2 separate regions of the Danio rerio genome follow, and region 1 is linked to region 2. The links are chromatin contacts, called in public Hi-C maps. All regions are on one chromosome and are shown on one strand. Each heading gives the region's core, a stretch centred on a gene start, on an enhancer-like site or on the middle of the called end of the contact. The rest is flanking DNA. Distances are from core to core; before and after follow the strand shown.

What was found. Hi-C and Micro-C count contacts between places; a contact is called where the count stands out from the background.
Region 1: a contact with region 2 is called in a Hi-C map of hematopoietic stem cells, with 1.6 times the contacts expected there. The contact joins two enhancer-like sites. A contact is called at or near these places in 3 of 18 Hi-C or Micro-C datasets (caudal fin, hematopoietic stem cells and an unstated tissue).

Annotation. Positions count from the first base shown.
Region 1 is chr24:29,139,306-29,142,971 of GRCz12tu, forward strand. plcxd2 (phosphatidylinositol-specific phospholipase C, X domain containing 2) reads right to left here. Exons shown (of 4, transcript XM_073940764.1): 3 at 3,116-3,357. Among named protein-coding and RNA genes, the nearest start is that of phldb2b, 9.2 kb to the left of the region's middle. Within about 2 kb of position 1,481, at least 6 of the 62 cell types and tissues checked have an H3K27ac peak or open chromatin away from gene starts, as enhancers often do.
Region 2 is chr24:29,017,679-29,021,083 of GRCz12tu, forward strand. It overlaps mtmr6 (myotubularin related protein 6), which reads left to right. Exons shown (of 14, transcript NM_199791.1): 14 at 1,815-2,745. The coding sequence ends at 2,135. Among named protein-coding and RNA genes, the nearest start is that of amer2, 15 kb to the right of the region's middle. Within about 2 kb of position 2,038, at least 4 of the 62 cell types and tissues checked have an H3K27ac peak or open chromatin away from gene starts, as enhancers often do.

The sequences.
Region 1 (3,666 bases), core at 231-2,730, 120 kb after region 2:
CTGGTAAAAGTTGTAAAATATTTTATTTTAAAAATATATTTTAATAATGGTAAAATATATTTAAATAGAAAGCTGGACCTTTAAGATATTTTACATTTAGTCACAGGACAATGGTGGGGTATTAGAATTCTACAGCATTATCATTGCCATATTTTATCCATAACATATAGAATATAAAAATAATAGTTATATTAAAGTCAGATGCATCAAATTGACTTTATGACAACAGGTTAAACTTTCTAACAGCTTTACGACGCTCACATACATTAAACATAAAGACCATGACTGAATTTGGAGGAAGGTCATGCGCTATTGCATGCATGGTTTATATATTTATAAACACCTCAGAGGATATTGGGGGTCACTGGAATTATTATTTTGAGGGTCATATAGGCTGAAATGTTTGAGAACCCCTGATTTAGCAGACACTTTTGTCCAAAGCAACTTACAATTTAGGAGGCATTCAATGACTCAACAAGAAAAGGCAGTACACACAAGAAGTGCTGATTATGCAAAAGAACTGTTTAGTGCTAGAGGAGAGATAAGAGTGTTTCTACTGGTGGTTTGTTAAGCCCACTCACTTCATAAATACACAATGTTATTTATTTATTTATAATAATATAGGATATGGTGCCCTATCATACACCCTGCGCAATAAAGCACAAGACCTGTTTGACGCAATTTGTTGCTATTTTCAGACCAACGCTATTTTCGCGCTTTGCACTATGTTGTTTAAATAGCAAATCCATTGCTCATTCTTTATCCTTGCGCTGCAGATGGTCTGTAGCACACTCAGAATAGCAAAATCTTTAAAAAATTTCAGAATATTGCGGATTTTGCTTAAATTATGATCAAATAAATGAGGTCTGGTGAGCATTAGAGACATTTAAGATGAGGCAGTACAAAAATGCAATGTTTTTTTATTATTATAATCCTTTTTGCAATGCAGATGACAGTTTTGAGGTTTTGGGGTTCATAAAAACAATCCTTTTAAACTTGACAATGTAATGTTCTTACAAACTTGACTGTACAATGTTCGAATTAGAGTGTACTTGCTGAAACATAACAGAAAACTTGTCATTTAAACAATTTTAGAAAACTAATTTGCAGTTCTTATTGCAATCAAACAACTGGGGAAATAATTGTGATTATTTTAATGTTATTTTGAACCCTATTTTTCTTTCTTGTGACTTGCCTTTAAAAATATTGCAGCACATCATTTAAAATAGTCGTGTATTTTGTATAGAGCTGCATAAATACACATACATATCAAAATAAAACCTCAAAAGCTGTCTACAGGGAGCTGTTAACATATTAGCAATAAGTATGTTAGCTTTATTTCAGGCCAGCCGAGTCAACTTTGAATAGAAATAAACAGAGCAGTCATTTGCAGCAGCGGCCCGGACAAAACCAGGAAATGGGAAGCTCAGACTGTGTTTATCCTGGAATAACAAACAATCCAACTTCCACACTCAGGCAGATTTACCCAGCTTCCTCCGAGACAGCCGTCTCATAAGGATGTCCGCTAAAACACAGCACATGGCTCCACACTTCTGAGATGATGAATATATGTGCCACTAAATATGACACTTCAATATATATTTTCTAGACTGTGCATGCTTTATTTTTGCATAAACCGGTAGATTAAAAGTAAGCACTGAATTTATAGGTGTTTGCGAATTTTACGAGAGGCCTTGTTTAAAAGGAGTCCAGTTAGTAGGTTATGGGACATTATTCCATCCTGTAGTGTGATTATAGGTTGTGTTTGTTTAACAAGTGTTTCTCTGTCTGATCCTGAGACTGCTTTTCAAATGTGCATTGATGGTGAGCATGCCACCTAGTGGAGGGTTTTAATATTACTACAACAAAAATGACCAGTACAGTACAGACTGCTGGAATATTCAGTTAAAGAAAAAAAAAATCAGCCCTCCTGTAAATTTGTAATTATTGTTTAAAGTGCTTTTTAAACTCCAGAGCAAGAAAATTGTAACAGCATTTCATATTATATATTTTAATATATATATAAATTTTCATTTTTAAAAATAGTTTGTATGCTCAATATTATTAGCCTCTTTGATCATTTTATTTTAATTGGCTATAGAATAAGCCAATGTTGTTCAGTGACTTACCACAAATTAACCTTACTTCCATAGTTAAACGAATTAACCTAAGCCTTTAAACTGGTCTTTAAGCTGAATACTAGTTGCAATATAACCTAAATATTATGTAGTGTCATCATGACAAAGACAAAAGAAATAGGTTATTAGAAATTAGTTATTAAAGCTATTATGTTACTAAATGTGTTGGAATAATCTCAATCAAACCCCAATTAGGTATTAAACGTAGAAAATTTCACATGAGGGTACATGATTTTGCTTTCTGTACACACTACTGGTCAAAAGTTATCACATAATCCTTAAGAAATCATTCTAATTTACTGGTTTGCTGTGTATGAAAGAATTATTATTTATTAGTATTATTATTATTATTACTATTATTACTACTATTATTATTATCAATAGTTATTAACAAGTGAGTAAATTAATTCCATTCAAAAGCATGGTGCCTGTATATCTAAAAAATACAGATTTTTTTAATATCTTAGTAAAATAAAGTATAAATGAATAAATTATCAAAAGTGTTGCTAAAGACATTTATATTGTCACAAAAGATTTCTACTTCATATCAATTCCGTTCTGAAGGAACTTTCTGTTTGAAAAAAAGCTGAAAAAAAAACTGCTCAGCTGTTTTTAAATAACAAAAAAAGTTTTTGAGCATCAAATATGAATATTATAATAATTACCGAAGGATTATGTGACTGGAGTATTGATGTAAACAGTTCAGCTTTGAAATCGCAGAAATAAATTGGACTTTACAATATATTCAAATAGAAAACCGTTATTTTAAATAGTTTTGCTGTACTTTGGATCAAATAAATGCAGGCTTGGTGAGCAAAAGTGACTTCATTTAAAGAAAACATAAAAAAAAAAAACATTACAAAATAGTACTGTTCTAAAACATTTGACTGGTAATGTGTATACTGAATAGCCTACTTTTACAGTAACCTACTTTTACTGGTAATGTGTATACCCTAGTTGTACTGATTCATATTTACCTCTCCACCAGGTAGTTCCTCAGACCCTGTACCAGGCCCCTGGCGATGGTTTTGACACGTGGGGTTAGAATAGCCTGCGACACATGAAAGCTGCCGTATTTGGCTCTTTCACCCAGCGTGGTCTCCAGGAACTGGATGAGTTTGGTGGTGTCTGTAGTATTGGCCCACGGTGCAGGAATTTTACTACCAGGCCACATCACAGGACAGCCCTCAGCAGATGGATGATGGTAGAACACCAGTACCTATGAACCCAAACACAAAAACTCCTTTTTATAATTGAGTTAAATAGTTGAGTTTTATACAATTTTTAATCCATTCAGCTGATCTCCGGGTCTGGCTGGAGGAATATTAGCTTAGCTTAGCATAGATCATTGAATCAGATTAGACCATTAGCATATCACAAAAAAAATCCCAAAATATAATTTTTCTATTTAAAGCTCGACTGTTCTGTAGTTACACCATACAAAGTCTGAAAGAAAATGAAAAGTTGCTATTTTCTAGGCTGATATGGCTAGGAACTATATTCTCATTCTCAGTGATATTTCAGTATT
Region 2 (3,405 bases), core at 788-3,287:
TTCGCCGATTATTATTATTATTATTATTATTATTATTAATTATTAGTTATAAGTCAATAATATATAAATAATATAGCAACATTAATGTAATTAATCATATTAATATTTCAGTGTATAAAATAATTATCATAATCATTAATATATAATTATAGTGTTCTACTATGAATAATCATTTGATTATAAAGATGCAGGTTTATTTAAATAAATAATCTCCTCATCCACCACCAGTGTGTAGCATCCACCTGAAAGCAACCTAGCTTTCCCATGTGGTCTCCCATCCAGGTACTGACCAGGAGCAGCCCTGCTTAGCTTCAGTGGGTGACCATGTGAGAGTTGCAGAGAGCTAGCTGCCGACTTTATTAGTAATGGAATTGTTTTTATATTTATTTATTTACAAATTAAGCCACAACAGCAACAAAGTAATACATTAATTATTAATAAAAAAAAAACAATGTGTAACTTTAATTTATATGTACAGTTGAAGTAAGAATTATTAGCCCCCCTTTTAATTTTTTCTTTTCTAAATATTTCCCAAATGATGTCTAACAGATTCAGGAAATTTTCACAGTATGTGTGATAATATTTTTTCTCATGGAAAAAGTCTTTTTGTTTTATTTCGGCTAGAATAAAAGCAGTTATTAATTCTTTAAAAGCCATTTTAAGGTTAATATTATTAGCCCCTTTAAGCATTTTTATTTTTTTTGATAATCTACAAAACAATCCATCATTATACAATAGCTTGTCTAATTACCCTAACCTACCTAGTTAACCTCATTAAATGTCACTTTAAGCTTATAGAAGTGTCTTAAAAAATATCTAGCAAAATTTTATTTCATCATGGCAAAGATAAAATAAATCAGTTATTAGAGATGAGTTATTAAAACTATTATGCTTAGAAATATGTTGAAAAAAATCTGCTCTGCACTAAACAGAAATTGGGGAAGAAAATAAACTGGGTGTAATAATTCAGGGGGGCTAATAATTCTGACTTCAACTGTATGCACAGGACACGTAAAAAGCCTATTTTTACTTTGAAAAAGTAAGTAAACCCGTTGCCTTAAAAGTTGACTTTACTTTTACGAAGTCACTAAACCCATTGACTTAACTTTCAGAATTATGCACATAGATTTTTACTTCATAATTATAAGACGAGTTTACTTATATATAATTATCAAAATTATATAATTGTCAAAATATCTGCTACATACAAGAAACAGCTTGTAGTCTGGCCATGTTTTAAGGTCTGGAAAGGATTCTTACATTGTTCTTACTGTGATAGTCTCCTTTCACCTCAGAGTGTCTGTGGATCCTTAAAAAGTGTTAAATTCCTTAGTATAAAAATAAGGCCTTAATTAGTCTTAAGATAAATTAAATCTGTGTCTCAAAGGTCTTAAAAATGTGATCAAACTGACCCTGTAAAAAGGATTTTGTTTCTGTTTTGAAATCTACCTAAAATCTTTTTATCCGTCTATTTGTCACCCAGATGAAATGGGCAGAACCCTGTAAAAACACAGGAATTTTGTTTATGCACGCAGAGATTGGGACTATATAATAGATTATGAGTTAACCTGTAAGCTGCGTCAACCTGTACATAAATAAATGAATAAGAACCTTGGGGTTTAGGTTTACACAAGCCTAATTTTCCACCGGGGTCAAGATCTGTTAACGGCAATTTGTTAGAAGCTGTTTTGGATGTTTTTTTTGCAAATTCAGTACCATGAAATTGGTCTTAAAAAGTCTTAAAAATAACTTTTAGAAAGCTGCAGATACCCTTCACCTGAAATGATGTATCTCCTCCTTTTCTGTTTCCACAGAAGCTGCAGAATTTAGGTGTGAGCACGTCTCCACTGAAGCCCCAGACGCCCCCGAGAGAGCGCAGCCTCCCTCCCCGACCTCGCTCTCTCATTCTGGGCGCTCCTCTTCTAGGCCGAAAGGACGTGCAGCAGGACGAGGATGAGGAGATGTTTGCAGAGGAGGCCCGAGAGGATCCACCAGCTCTCACTGGAGGAGAACGGACTGTAGAGGGCAGCAGTGCCACAGAGAACGCTTATACAGAGCTGCCTGGATCATTCGGCTCCAGGAACGAACCAGCCATGGTCACGCTGGAGTTCGGGGTTGCCAGAATGACCTGCTAAAGACACGACACACAAGCTCATTTTTTCAGATTCAAGGATTGCAGGTGGACTGGAGATGATCAAGATTTGTAAACTCTGTAGTGAGAGAGAGGATGTTTGTTTGCGTGCGTATGTGTGCTGGTTTTTGTGGTTTTTGAGGACATAAAATTTGTTTAATGAATACTGTAGGTATTATAATGTTTATATGGTTTACGAGGATGCACATTCTGTCCTCATAATTCAAAATTGTGTAAAAAAATTATACCTAATAGAATTTATTTACATAAAAAATGAGGGTTGGGTTTAGAGGTAGGGTAAGGCCATATGATAAGCTTTTTTGACAGTATAGGATATACAACGCCTGTGGAGAGTCCTCATAAACCACCATAACCAAGGTGTGTGTGTATGTATGTTTTTATGTGAGCTGTTTACGTGATTGCATTGCTCTCATGTACAATAGATGAAGAGATCAATTCAGAGGTGGATCCTTTAATGTAAATTCATTGTTATATCTGTCGATTCAAATGCCATTTTGGTCATCATCTACAGCTTGTTTTTTGTTTCGTTCGCCCGATTTTTTTAAAGGATGTCTATAGCACTAAAAAAAAAGATTAAATGAAGAGCTGATGGATTTGTGACTCAGATCTTTTTTTCACGAGTTCGCACTGTTGTCGTTTTTGCATTTATAATCATTACTGCAGTATTTGAAACAATGCAATATCGCTTTTCACAGACTAACGTGAACGATTGAGGGAGAAATCTCTGAAAATGATAACATTGATTAATCAATACCAGAAGACAAAAATACTGTTAAATCTACCTGAAGAATGGTAAGCGCTGTTTTCATCTGTACATTTGTTCTGCTGTATTTATTAGTGTTTTTGGTAGTAATTTGCTTAGTTGTTTATTAATAGTTTAAAATTTCTTTAAGAGGTCACACTTTACAATATAAGGTTCCATTAGTTAATGTTACTTGATGTATTTAATATTATGAACTAAGAATGAACAATAGTAGTACAGCACTAACTAATCATAGTTCAACATTTACTAATGCATTATTAAAATCCAAATTCATGCTTTGAGGTGCGCGTGAGGTTATTTTTATTAACTAATATTAACAAAGATGAATAAATACTGTAATAAATGTGGTGTTTGTTCAGGTTAGAAATACATTAACAATAACTAATGCACTCTTATTGTAAAGTGTTACCAGTTAAGCTAACAGTTTCTTCTGTAATACTAAAATTGGAATTAAGATTTGTGAAATTTTGTAAGAATGCTATATAGCAAA